Linked DNA regions of Cricetulus griseus: region 1 is linked to region 2. A link is a contact called in public Hi-C data. All regions are on one chromosome and are shown on one strand. The core of a region is the stretch at or near the end of the contact, and the rest is flanking DNA. Distances in the headings are between cores, read along the strand shown.

Region 1 (7,172 bases), core at 1,615-4,114, 170 kb before region 2:
TTTACAAATAATAGTAGGAAGGCATTTGTTAGCCAAGGAGTGGTGGTGTATGTCTTTAATCCCAGCACTCAAGAGGCAGAGACAGTCAGATCTCTGAGAGTTCAAGGCCAGCTTGGTCTTCAGATCGAGTTCCAGGACAGGCTCCAAAGCTACACAGAGAAACTGTTTTGAGGGAAAACAAAAAGTGTTTGTTGATTTTTGCCACCACTATTAATGTACAAGTTCATCAGGACAGGAGTGGCTTTGTGTTTTTAAGTAAGACAGTAGTAACACAGGAGAGCTAGGCCCCATAGTTCTGCCAGGTGATAAGTATGTGAGCTGTTCCTGATGCAACTACTCCATTTGATGTGTGATGTGTTGTTAGCATGGTATAGTCTCTATCGAGTTCTTTGGTGTACAAAACTTTGCCTGTAAAAAGCCAGAGAATAAACATTTTGGGACAAGGACCTGTAGACCTGTGTACCTGAACAGCTTTAACAATAAGTTGTTTGTTGTAATCAGACTGTTGATCTGTGGTCTGGACAGGTCACAAAACAATGAATCAAGCCCTGATTTTCATTTATCATTTTCTATAGTGTGAATGCTGTCCCCCAATGAGTTCATACTCCTAGTGACATCACTAAGTGGGGCTTCTGACCTCTCTGTCTGGCCTGTTCTTTGCTACAAGCTCCTCATTTCTGTGGTGCAGTCAAGCAGTTGACGCCTGTGGTTTAAAGCTGTGGTTTTTAACTTGATAAACTTTTTCACATAAATGCAAATTTTGATTCCTTGCAGGTTCTACTCTAACTGGGTAGCAGTGAGTCCCGGGCATCTGTGGGACCCTTTAAGTAATTAAGTAAACATGACTGCACTGCCTTCCTCACAGCTGTGGCCTGCAAGCACTGGACCCTGGCTGAAGCAACTCAGCCTAGGCTTCCTTCACAGTCTCTTTTCAGCTGGTGCTAGCTGTCTCTGTTCTATACTTGGGTGTAATTTTATAATTCCTTTCTCTGGGCATCCCATCTGGAGTTAAAAATATTCTTCTCTAAGGGCTTCACTTTTTTCTTTTTCTACCCAAACTGTATCTGTTACTTGTTAAAATGGCATGCATGTCTACAAAATTTAAATTCTATCGGTTAGGAAATATTATTTTCTGACTTATATTTGGCGTAAGTGGAAGTAGCTAGCATTTTCCTCATTAAGGTCTTGAGCTGTGGATGAATAAGAATAATTCAGATTTGTGCAAAGAGATAGACACTTTTTGTTTTCTTATTTAGAGGTTAATGGAAAATACTATAAAGCAAACTTTCTTGGTTTTTTAACTTACCTTTTACTTTAGTTTTTGATTGAATTCTTTGTGGCATATAGGTGTTTCAGGAAACCCTTGTTTATGTTATTGCAACTATGCAGCACTCAAAATACGCGTTGACGTTGGAAGTTCTCCTGTTCTTTTCACTAAAGCAATCTGAAGGAATGAGTTCTTGTTCAAAGATAAGCATGAAAAACATACCCCATATAGCAGCAATTGCATGGTAACATGTGCTGAGAAGAACAAACATAAACAGGCATACAGTTGCCATAACTGAAAAAATTGGCAGATATTTTCACAGTAACTGTCAGGTAGGTTGTACTGCCCTCTGCTGGTTGGCATCAGATTACTTTCAAAATTGTCGCCGAACTAACCCGAGATTTAGTTACTAGAGCCCAGTCTTTTAGAGTAGAGATGCCTGTGTTTGTCTAACTTATGTTATACGTAAGTACATTTAATTATATGTAACAGAATGATGTTTTCAACGTACATGCTAAAAATTACTACCCTGACTTTTAATAAGCTTTAAAAATGCATTCATTCAATTATCTAAATTCCTTAGTACTTAATGAAGAAAAATATTATTTTAAAGTTTACAAATAACATCTTAAGCATAGTCTTACAAATCAGGAGTTACAGCTGCTTCACAGTAGCTGAGCTGATGTGTTACAGGTATTTCTGCTAATAAAAGTAAGTTTCCCTCCATATTATTCTTTAGCTAGGTGAAAACAATTCAAAATTAAATTATTTAAAATCAAATCAATTAAAAACCATATTAATGCAAACTGTAGCATACAGAATTACTTCCACATACTAGCTGGCCTGTTCTGGAACCAGTATTTCTTGATTTTGCTAATAATAATTTATGTTTTGTGAGTAAATTACGTCACTGATATTTGCTCCATGGACACCAGAGGCATTTGTTATTGAGTCAAAGATGTTATTTCCAAATCTGAATTAAGAGTACCTATTCTTGATGAAGAGTTTCTAAATAAAATGTATTATTCATTAGTAGTATATTTAGTGGTCTATTTTGAAATGAACAGAACTAGGTGAAATTAGAATGGGCAATCAAGGAGCTTTGGCCACCACAACACTAAAGAACAACTTCAACATCAATAAATCCAGGATTAGATTGTTACTTGCAGTTGCATTGTAGTTGATTACTAAGAACTAAGTTGATTGCTGCCAAACAGACCAAGGTATTTCCTTTAACTCCTTTCAGTATTTTTCACTTGTAAAACCTCAGACACTTAGCCAAGGAAGACACATTTAATCTCCAGATTTAACAAGATTCTACTAAGGAAGCTGTTGATTCAGCCACTGAGTGTTGATGTCTTATAGGAAGGTTGGTGACATAGAGGGGGGGGCGGGGGAGGCAGTTTGGACGACAAAAGAAATAGCTAAATGGGGTGTTAACTTCGCATCAAGGGAAACCAAAACATTCTGTTGGTCAGAGATCATTTAAAAGTACTTCATCTCCCATCAACATTTGCCTGCTCGATTCACCACAATGGAATCCACAACCAGATCCCCAGTGAGCTCATCCTGAGTAGTGCCTCGAGGTTGGGGCATGAAATATGCAACATTGACTCTTTTCTAGGCTGCTGTTGTTGGACAAGAAATCCAATCCATTTACCTAGCTGGAACCACTAACCCCCAGTGGGAAAATGAGGAGTCCTCTTTTCTCTTAATGTGTGGCCTTGCCAATGTCACCCTCCACTAAGATGCTGAGCTCACCTGCTGAGTGTTTCTTGACTGGACTGGCCCATTCTTAGTCTGCTAGGTCTGCCAGTCAGTTCCATCATGTTCCCTGCCCTTGTGACCTCTGTTATTCCAATCCAGTTTTCTGTCTGCATTGCCTCTCTTCCCACCACTCTTCCTATATATAATGGACCATCTTCCTGTTTTTGACTGCTTAGGTCTGTATCCTCGGGGTCTCACACAGGCAGAACTTGGCACATAGTTAATGACAGATTATGAGACCCTTCAGTTAATAGGAAATGGGCTGCTGGGCCACGAGCTTCAAAGGCTAGTAGAAAGCAGTTTTACTACTATATGTGTCTGTTCTGACAGATAGACTGTGATAACCCCCAGATAGTCTTAACTACATATATCCTGTATTCTATTATGACCTGTACATCTTCAAAGCAATTTTACATCCTCTTCAAAGCAATTTTACATCCTTTATCTGCCTGGTTTTGAATTTTACAAATGAAAAAAACAACAACAACAACAAACCAGGAGACTTCTTATTGCTCTTCACAGCTGAGCAAGTCGAGGCAAATGAGATTAAGACTCTTTGTCTCTGTAGCTGTTACAACAGAGTTCTATGTAAACTGGAGTATATATAAATATTCTTTCTAAACTTTATCTGTATCTACAGCTCTAAATAGATATAGCGCATTGTATATGTGTACCTATGCACACATTACAGTGTATGTATTGAATGCTTACATATATGTTTGTTCAGAACTACTTTATTTATGAAAATGTAGCAGTCTGGAAAGGCGCTTGCTTGAGCCCCTTGACAGTCATGTGAACGTTTTTCAGACTTGAAAAGGCTGTGATTCTAAAGGTCATTTACTGCTTACTAATGAGAAAAAGATTCTTCTTACACTTAATTTACTTGGATAGATGCTTTTTCCAAGATCAGTCAAACCTGGCACAGTGTTCAACGTCTCACTGAGTGGGGAGGAAGAAGATAAAAGGATATAATTAATTATAAGACTGGGTAAGATTCCCACGCTTACAGAGTTGTGTGTCCATCCGCTGGGAATTACATGAAGCCCGAGGCTGGCAAGGGTTCCTGACCCTAACTGCCATGGCCTGCTCTACTGGAGTTCTGCTGCCTCTCTTTAGCAGATGGGAGGGACGTGTTTGGTGCTCTAGATTAGGAATCAGTGTCCTGTCTACTTGGCTACACCCATTTAGAACAATGGCCAGTGCATGATCTCTTCAACACAATCATCATGCAATAGTTTGTCCCCAGAGAGGCTTGTTACACAGTATGACTGGAAAGCTCTTTGTCATCACTTCACAGATTGATGCTGTCTCAGGCACTGAAGCTTGCTGTGACCGTGTGAAAGCAGATGAGGAAGCACAGAGCCAATGCAGGAAGTATGTGCCCGCTCATGGTAGTGAAAACTTCAAGTCGGGCTAACCACAGGATAAACTATTAGCTAGTCCAAGTTTCTCTCTGACAACCTCCTTCTTATTTTGTTAGCCCCCTCTGTTTTCATGATATCGTTTTCCCAGGCTCTCATGTTCCCTGAACCTCTGCCTGCTTTAAGCACTGAGGCTCTGGACCACACAAAGCCTCCAGCCATCAAAAACAATCCTCATTTAGACTGGCAAGCTGAAATGTCTCACGGTATTTCAGACTCTGGTTTAAGGAACTAAGATCTGAGATTGGTTCGTTATGGTGACGGCCCTCCCTTCCTTCTGTCCTCCTTCTCTCCCTTCCTCTTTCCCTCCTTCCTGCCCTCCTCCTCTTCTATGTGTTTTGATAGGGAAGAATATTTTAAGTGCAAAGCAAAAACTATCTATGACAGGAGCTAATCAGAACACTTTTTGCCACACACCAAGCAAAAGAACTATCAAATGCCAATGACTTAAGCTAACAAAGGTATATTCTCATTCCAAGTCAAGTTATTAGAATTCTCCAGATCCCAACACACTCACAAGCCAGGTTGGAGAGTTCCCACTTCCTGTGCTTGCTATGCCAAAGGGAAGAAAGCTCCACAGGCTCCACAATGAGCCATAAATGTGTGAGTGGAATGTGAGCACTCTGAGGGACCCTGGAGAGACTGTTGTCACATGTATTCATCTTTTGTATTTGTAGCCACTATGTAGTACTGATACAACACAGATGGTAGATGGTTGTTACGTTGGCACTGTTTTCAGGTACTCTGGTGTCTTTGGGAGTTACTTTGGGCTAAGACTGAAAGAAATAGCAAAGCCCATGAAGAAAAGCCCAAAGACCTCCAGTCTCAATCAATCCTAGTGCTGCTGGGATGCTGAAAACAAGGGGACTCAGAAGCCCTTTCCCTGCATTAGTGAAGAATAGAATTCCAAGACAGATCATTCATAGCGTACTCAACTTCCTGGATATGAATTTCCTAGTGATTCAGGAGCACAGATCCCTGTCTGCTGCTTCGCACATGTATTAGCTCATGTATTTGTTGACTAACCGAGGTGTGGGCAGTTTTTACAGTCTTTGATAATGAGTTGAAACAGTAATGTTTATGACAAGATAATTTCTTTTTTTTTTTAGTGGTAATAGAATGGTGTTTTATTAAATGTGCATTTTAATAAATGCAGCTGTGTGTAGGACAAGGAGTTGGGGTAGGGGGCACCAAAACAAGACAAAACAGGGAGGGATGTATGATGCCCAAGCTGTTCTAACTCACTCTGGTTCCCTGAGCATCTACCCCCCAGCCCCCGACCCAGGAGGGTGTGGTGGTTGAGATGAGTGTCTCTGTCTGCTGCAGTCTCCACGGACATGACTGACAGTGAGAGCAACTCAGTGTGTGTCTGTGTGTGTGTGTGTGTGTGTGTGTGTGTGTGTGTGTGTGTGTGTGTGATGTTCAAATATATAGCAAGCATTTTCCATACAGCTTGGCCCTTAACTCTAGGCTTCTACATTGTCTGACCCTCTGAGCCAGTGACCTGGTCAAAAGCTGGAAGAAGAACAGACTATTGGGGTTCATTGTCAGGTGGTGTGTTTATTGTGTGTTTTACTAAAATCATCCCTGGAATCTAATGTCCCATGTGAAAGAAATGCCACAACATGCTTGTTCTTTAGAAAGCAAGAAACCAGGTCAGAGGGTTGTGGTGCATGCCTTTAATCCCCACACTCAGGAGGCAGCAACAGGTGGATCTCTGAGTTCAAGGCTGGCCTGGTCTACAGAGTGAGTTCCAGGACAGCCAGGGTTGTTACCTAGAAAATCCTGGTCTTGAAAAACCAAAGGGGGCGGGGGGAGGGAGAGGAGAAAAAAGAAAGCTAGAAACCATGGATAGAGAGGGCCTCATGTTTTTCAGTTTCTGTGTGTTCAAGCCACTTGTGCTCTTTTGGCCGTTTCTTCCATTATGTGTGTCTGAAGATATGCAGAAACCTGCTTACATGTTTTACATACCTAAAGACCTGCTATCTCTGGTGCAGTACTCACCATGCCCTGTGTGCACAGGCAGCCTAACAGCTGTTCTCTGGCTTTCCTCTAGAGTGCCTACCGCATGTTTACAAACAACACGTGTTTGAAGCACATGATCACCAAAGTCCGGAGGGACACCCACCACTTCGAACGCTATCAGCATAACAGGGACCTCGTGGGATTCCTCAACATGTTTGCGAACAAACAGCTGGAACTCCCGAGGGGCTGGGAGATGAAACATGATCATCAGGGCAAGGTAACCTGAGTGAGCCACCCTAGTGAGCGGCTGAGTGGCCTTGGCTGTTCTCATGGCTTCCCACTACCTTTGCAGTGAGGTAGTGCAAGCATTCCATCTCCTCCTTCAACACAAACCTGCTACACTCTCCAAATACTCCAGATCTCCAAATGTGGAAGTAGTATATGGTGCCCTGAGGTGTGGGTTTGGTGGAAGCCATGTTTCCCTGGCCATTCCTCTGTCTGTGCGCTCTTACCATTTTCCACTGACTACACAAAAGAATCCTGAGTGGTGTTAACTTGTGCTTCTGAGTGGTAATACTTATTCTCCTGAGTGTCTAACTTGTGTTGCAGACAGGAGAATAAGAAGTGATGGTCCTGTTTAGAGAGTACACTAGAAATCACTGAGCCGTTGTGCAAGACGCTGGCCGAGTCTGAGCCTCAATCATGGTTCAGAGCCCTGGCCTGTTTGCACCTTGAACAACTAACTCCCTAGT
Region 2 (6,761 bases), core at 672-3,171:
AGGAGGCCACCAAGCCCTTCCATGGAGCCAGTGGGCCAAGCTTGATTTCTTCCTTCCCTAGAAACTGGCTTAGGGATGGCTGCATGCTTCTGAGGACATATTCCCACTGCTTGGAAAGGAATGCATGATGTAGCTGGCTCTCTCTTCTACTTTGGGCATCACTGTGTTATGATCAAATGCTTGGAACTGAAGCAAACAAGCTCAGCGAGGAGCAGACCAGTACAGTCCTCAGGCTGAGACAAGCATGAGCTTTGGACCTCATGATACAGTTAGGCTACCCTGGAGCACACTAATTCCGATGCTCACTCCCTTTTCATGTGTGAGACAATAGATCCCATTTAAGCGATTTTGGGTTGTGGCTTCTGTTCCTTGTAGCAGAAATATCCAAGCTAACATCACAGCACACCATGACTGTTATCTAGATGTGGTGTTTGCCTTTGCTGGTGTAAAGGATGGCTACAGATGTGGGACTCACAATGCTACATCGAGTCCCATACAGTTCTGGTGGCCAGACGCCTAAACTTATTTTGCCAGCAGGCGCATGTTCTTTCTGGAGGCTCAGGGAAAATTCTTGATTTTTTTTTCCTTATCAGATTCCACCAAGTGCTTATATTCCCTGGCTTATGGACTGTTTTAATCTGTTTGAACTGCAATCCAAACACACCTTATATTGACCAATTTATAAACAGAAATTGGCTGTTTCCAGTAGAGGAGGCTAGGACAGGCAATATCAAGATGCTAGCAGATTCCCCGTGGCTGATCTCCTTGCCATAGATGGGTCCTTCTTGCTGAGCCATCACATGGCAGAAGAAGCAATCTATCACGGGCCTTATAATTTACTCCAGAATTGGCAGTCTTGCCTGTCATCTCAATAACAACACTTGACAACTCAACTGAGTCTTTGATGTGTATTGTTTTAAGGGCTTTCCCTGAATGTGATAATCAGGGTATTACTTTGAAATTATTGCCACTGTTAGATATCCATTCTGCAGAGGGATATCCATTATGCAAATTCAACTCTGAGTGCTAATTTTGTCTACTTAGGAATAAGTTGAAACCGCATGGATTTTAGTACTCTTTCAGAAAAAAAGGCAAGCTTCTCCAGCTGAGGGTGGCTAGGGTGCATTTAACTGTGACTTTACTACATCCAGGAGGGCTTGGACAGCAGAATTTATCACCTTTCCAAACAGGAACTCCAGAGCCAGAGATGGGGGCAGGGGGCAAGTTAATTAAGCAACTTAATCAAGTAAAGCTTCATTTTATTAGGGAAGAAGGTTTTATTTGCAAAGGCCCTAAGCAGTGTGTCTTTAGTGGCTTGATCCCTGCACCATTTCCTGGCAAAAGGGGAATGGCCAAGCCTGAAGCTCTCCTGGTTAGAGCCCAGAACAAAGCCAAGAGTTAGTCAGTGAAGACAGAAGACAGCTAGCTTGGGAGCCTTGCCCTCTCTAGGCTGTGCCTACCTGCAGAATGCAAGATGTTTAGCAGGCTAATGCAGAGAGTCGGCTGTGTGCCTGGGACACGCATCCCAAAGCCTCTGACCACTTCTTGCTGTGACTCAGGACAGATTTTAGAGCTGCTGACTCGCTGAGGCAGCTGAGGCAGCTGGGGCAGCTGGGGCAGCTGGGGCAGCATGCTGAGGCTGTGTTGAGCAAAGTGGCAGGGTAAATAGAATTCCACCTCTTATCTGCCCAGCTCAAATGGTCTGGGGAGTAACAGTTCCAGATAACTTGGAAGATAATCTTTTATCTTGAGGAAGGAAAAGTTCCCATTGCAGACCCAATGTGTATCTTCTCAGATAAATCCCTTTCTTACTCACAGGAATCTAAAAACAAGTTTCCTTCTACAACCCCCACCACAAGTAACCTATTTCACCAAGAGTAAAGCATGTGACAATTAATCTTCCCCAAGCACAGCAGAGCTGAGTCACCCACACAGGGACTCAGGCTTTCCCTGCAAAGCTACTTCCTGAGCCTCAGCCTCCTCCTTCCCTGTTCTAGACAGGGTCCTACAACTTGGGATACTTGACACGTATTTCAGAGCTATTGAACAGCCTGCTCTGTATGCATGTCCTGTTGTGATTAGATCATTTCCATGCTTAAGAAAAGTAGGATATTTAGCTTGGAGTTTTGATCAAATAGATGCACATGTGAAAACAAACTTTCTAACCTGAGTTAAGTACAGCTTCCTCACCTGGAATCAATGGCCAGATACAAAGCTGGCTGCTCAAGAGGACTCTCCTGCTACAATGGTTAAAGGTGACTGGAATATTCAGAGGAATAGGGACACCTTTTGTTATGATTTCCGTTGTAGCATTTGTGCTCTTCTACTTTCCATGTAGACCAAAGCCTCTGGAGTAATTGCCTTCAGCAAGTGCAATGGTGCCCTTTGTTCAGAAGGAGTCAGCCTTGTAGTTTGAACCAACTGGGGTTGTGTGTGTAAACAGAACATTGCATAAAGTCCAAGAGACTCTCACTACTCCTAAGAAGTGCCTGCCCACCCTTGGGGAGCCAAGAAGTAAGCTTCATGGGGACAAGTAAGAGGGTTGTTGTTTGGTTGTTGTTGTGTTTTTGTTTTTGTTTTTGGTTTTGGTTTATTTGGTACCAGTTTTGTGTTATAGATGTAGAATAGAGACTGTGCTGTGTGCTGCCTACCTCAGTGTTTTCACTGATCCCTAGAGAGACTGAAGACCACAGGCTGCCATGCTAGTCCTATATGTAGAGGCCAGGGCAGATACTCCAAGCAGTCCAGCTGTCATGTAAGTCACACAATGCCCACCCTCCAGCCACCCCCTGGAAGTGTAAGATAATTTCTCTAGTTGAAAACAGAATGCTATCAGATTTGCATCCTCTAGCACGTGGAGTCACTTGTGTGCTTGAGGAATGAGCTTAGATATTCAGTTATTTGATGCTGGATGCTGTGTGAAAGGAATGAGTCCCTGGAGTTGAGGGTTTACATCGAGAATTTCGCCCCAGTGGTGCCGCGGCAGGAAGGGAACAAGAGTCAAGTCCCTAAGGGGGAGCTTATCATGAAAGATCTCAGACTTTAACAGGGAGGTGTTTTGAGTACATCACAAACATATTGAACTTTAATACCATGCACTGAAGGGCAAATATTTCCTTTGTAGCAGCAGCAGCAGCTCCTATTATGTTTTAGAGGAATTTTCCAGTGAATGTCTTTACTGTGCAGGCCTTGAAATGTTATCCTTTCTTTGGTTACATGCACTTTCACTTTTGGAAACTTTACATGCTGTTCTTTACCAATAATATTTTATTCCCCCCCCCCAAATAGCCAGCTCCTGGGGACAATTTAATAAAAGCTGACCCAACAAGAAATGCTTTAGCACAGGCCTTCTTGATATCTTTGGCTAGGCACCATGCCTTATGCAAGTACGTTCTGTGTAACATTATCACTAAAGATGCCAAAGACAATCTCGGTATTGAATGACACAAATAAAATGTTAGTTGTTTCATGTAAGAGCATTTGTTCCTGTGAATGTGGAAGTAGGGGTGCTAGTAGAGGAATGGTTTTGTGTGTGTGCACGCACACATACATGTGGCTGAAATGGGTGGGTGATAGGACAAACATTGGCAAAAATATGACCAGGAGAAACTCTCTAGACTGTAGTTGACAGCTCCCTTTACAGAGGAGGTGGTGTTCAGTAATAGCCTGTAGACTCAAGCACTTCCCTATGAAAGTGACCTGGAAGGTATTTGCGGTGGTTTGAATGAGAGTGTCCCCCATTGGATCTAGAATTTGAATACTTGGTTCCCAGCTGGTGGCAGTGTTTTCAAGGCTTAGGAGATGTGGCCTTATTGGGGGAGACATGTCCTCCAATATTATTGGAGGTGGGCTTTGATAATTTTAAAGACTTGCCATGTTCCTAGTGTGCTCTCCCTGCTTCCTGCTTGTAGTTCAAGCTGTGAGCTATAAGCTTGCTATACCAACTGCCATGTCTGCCCCTTTGCTTCCATGATGGGTTCTCATCCTTGTGGACTATAGGTCCAAATACTTCCTTGTTGCCTTGGTCACGGTGTTTGATTACAGCAGTAGAGAAGTGACTAATATGGTGTCTGCTCCAGAACGGTTTATGACATGGTGCTTTCTAGAAGGTGCTCTGAGCTAACTAGGATTGAAATATAGGGAACCAAGTAGGCAGAAAACTCACCAACTGTAACTTCTTCTCACTGGGGCAGAGCTACCGGTAAAATCCTCTAAGAAATGAGGATGTTGCATGGACAGTTAGTGAAAGAAGAGGAGACCTGGGGAAGAGTGGAACTTACCTCTCTAGAGCTCATTTGACACTGGTAGTGACAGAATGCAGGTTAGATGGCTCAGACTGGGTATGGTCAATAACCAGAGATTTTTTTTTTTAATTTTAAAAGCAATCTTATTTTACGTATCAATCCCCCTATTCCCTCACCCTCCCATCCACCCATGCCTTCCACTGACCCCCTCAACCCACCCTCACCCACTTCCCAAGGATAGTGAGGCCTTTCATGCTTCCAAAGGGGATCATCAAAGTCTGTCACATCATTTGGGGGAGGGCCCAGGCCCTCTTTCATGTAGCTGGGCTGTAATAGTGGGGAGCCAGCATTGGACCGAACCAAGCCCTCTGAATGTGGGTGCCAGCTAGGTGGCCAGGGCAGTCTATGTGATGTCTAACAATGGAGCCAGTGTTTATCCCTACAACACAAATGGACTTTGGGAACCCATTCCCTATGAAGGGACCAGAGATTTTAAGGAGCTATTAAAGGGACAGCTTTAGTCTGATGGGAGAAGGGGAGGGGATGGTTTATAAAACGTTTGCACATCTTTGGAGAACCTGGTATTAAGGTTGAATGTGTACTCCAGAAGTTCATTGGCTGGAAACTTTATCTTCAAATTCACATATTGTTGAAATTTTGATACAGAGCCTATGATAGGCTCTATATCATAATTCATAATTAGGACTGACGATGTGATGGGACCCGTGATGGCATCTGTGGCCCTGATGGCATCTGAGATGAACACTTGCTCTCTCACTTTGTGACGCCCCATGCTACATTTTGATGCAACATGAATGCCTCTGCCAAATCTCATACACCCCCAACCTTCAGATCTGTAAAAGCAAATACATTTTTTATATAAATTACCCAGACTTAGGCATTCAGTTATGGTAAAGAAAAAAATGATCAGCAAACACACTTAAGTTCTAATTGACTCATCTGCCAATTTTGAGTCACTTTGGAAATTTTATGCAGTGCAGTGACACTTTGGGAGATCAATAAGTCAAGTAGCTTTTTTTTTTTTTTTTTTTGCTTTGATTCTGAACCTGTTGGTACACTAGAAATAGAAATACAAGTTTGAGGGGAGGGAGAGGGAGAAGGGACTTACATGTGAAACAAGTCTGTTCCCTAACTTGAATTAATAAAAAAATAAATAAAAAAGAAATACAAGTTTGATTACTGGAAAAAATTATATTTGAAGACAAATGATGTGGCTGTGATTAGTCCCACCTTAAGGAAATGTAGATTCTTTGACCCAAGAGTCTTATATCATAGTAGTTTAATTATTTCAGAGCTGGGAGAAAGAGTAGACTACCAGTAGTCATAGATGTATATATATTATAAATATTTCAGACCTACTCATGAAGTCTGTAGAAGTGAAGCCAACATAGTTACCTCCTTATGTGAAGGTTATCTCAATAAAATCACCACTATATTTTAACTTTTCACATGACAGAGCAGTGAGGAAAAATGAATGAGTCTTCATAAAGTTAGAGAAGCAGCTAGCCTGGGGCTTCGGCTTGGTTCACCTGTCACCCATTTGGGGTACACCATGTGAGTTTACATTTGCATTTCTTTCCACCAATCCTGACACTAACTACCTGGAGTTAGTATAGATTCTACAAACTGGTCAGCCTCACAAAACTGTCCTCACTTCAGACACCAGTTGCAAGACCTGACAGTCACGTGTGCCTCTGACTAACTGCCTATAAGTTTGGGGATTCCCATGGACTCCCTGCAAGGGTAAAACAATAATTTGCAAAGGATGACTCAGACCCTGGGAAAGCTGTAGAGTTATAATCACATTTGTATTATAAAGAACGCAGTTAAGGGCCAGTCAACTAGAAGAAATGCATAGAGCAAGGAACAAAGAACCTTAACAGAGAAATGGACCACTTTGAGAAGAATAAAACAGAAATTCTATAACTGAACTATTCCAACACACAAAAAAATGGAATTATTTACAAAGAAAGCTTAACATTACAGAAGAAAATCCTAAAGATGGGTCACAGGAACTATTAAAACTGAAGCATTAAAAAAAATAGAAATGAGAACACAGAAAGTGGGTGCGCGCGCGCGCGCGCGCGCACGCGCGCACACACACACACACACACACACACACACACACAGACATGGTGCTGCATGTTTGAACTGCCAGCACAAATGAGCTTAAGGTGAGAGGACTGCAGTTCTAAGCCAGTGAGACCATGACTCACAAGAGAAAAAAAGCAAATAGAACTTTGGTGACCTATGAGACATAAGCAGTCACACTACCTTAAATAGTAGGAATAGAATGGAACAGACAAGGATTTAAGGAAATGCAAGTCAAATGCTTTCAAAATCACATGACTATCTCAAAAGATGAAAAAAAAAAGCCTCTGACAAATTCCAACATGCCTTCACAATAAAAGTCTCTACAGAATGTAGGGCTAGAGGGAACATACCTCTATATCATAAAAAATTATATATGAGAAAACCACAGCCAACAACATCCCA

The links. A called contact is a pair of places that touch in the nucleus more often than the background predicts.
Region 1: a contact with region 2 is called in a Hi-C map of the CHO-K1 cell line, with 2.9 times the contacts expected there. The contact joins two enhancer-like sites. A contact is called at or near these places in 3 of 8 Hi-C or Micro-C datasets (the CHK-Q cell line, the CHO-K1 cell line and fibroblasts).

The regions. Positions count from the first base shown.
Region 1 is chr2:408,482,948-408,490,119 of CriGri-PICRH-1.0, reverse strand. It overlaps Hecw2 (E3 ubiquitin-protein ligase HECW2), which reads left to right. Exons shown (of 28, transcript XM_027396880.2): 13 at 6,512-6,697. Among named protein-coding and RNA genes, the nearest start is that of Hecw2, 110 kb to the left of the region's middle. Within about 2 kb of position 2,864, at least 2 of the 6 cell types and tissues checked have open chromatin away from gene starts, as enhancers often do. A contact at or near this core is called in the CHO-K1 cell line and fibroblasts, where this site is marked.
Region 2 is chr2:408,317,296-408,324,056 of CriGri-PICRH-1.0, reverse strand. No RefSeq gene overlaps it. Among named protein-coding and RNA genes, the nearest start is that of Dnah7, 27 kb to the right of the region's middle. Within about 2 kb of position 1,921, at least 4 of the 6 cell types and tissues checked have open chromatin away from gene starts, as enhancers often do. A contact at or near this core is called in the CHO-K1 cell line and fibroblasts, where this site is marked.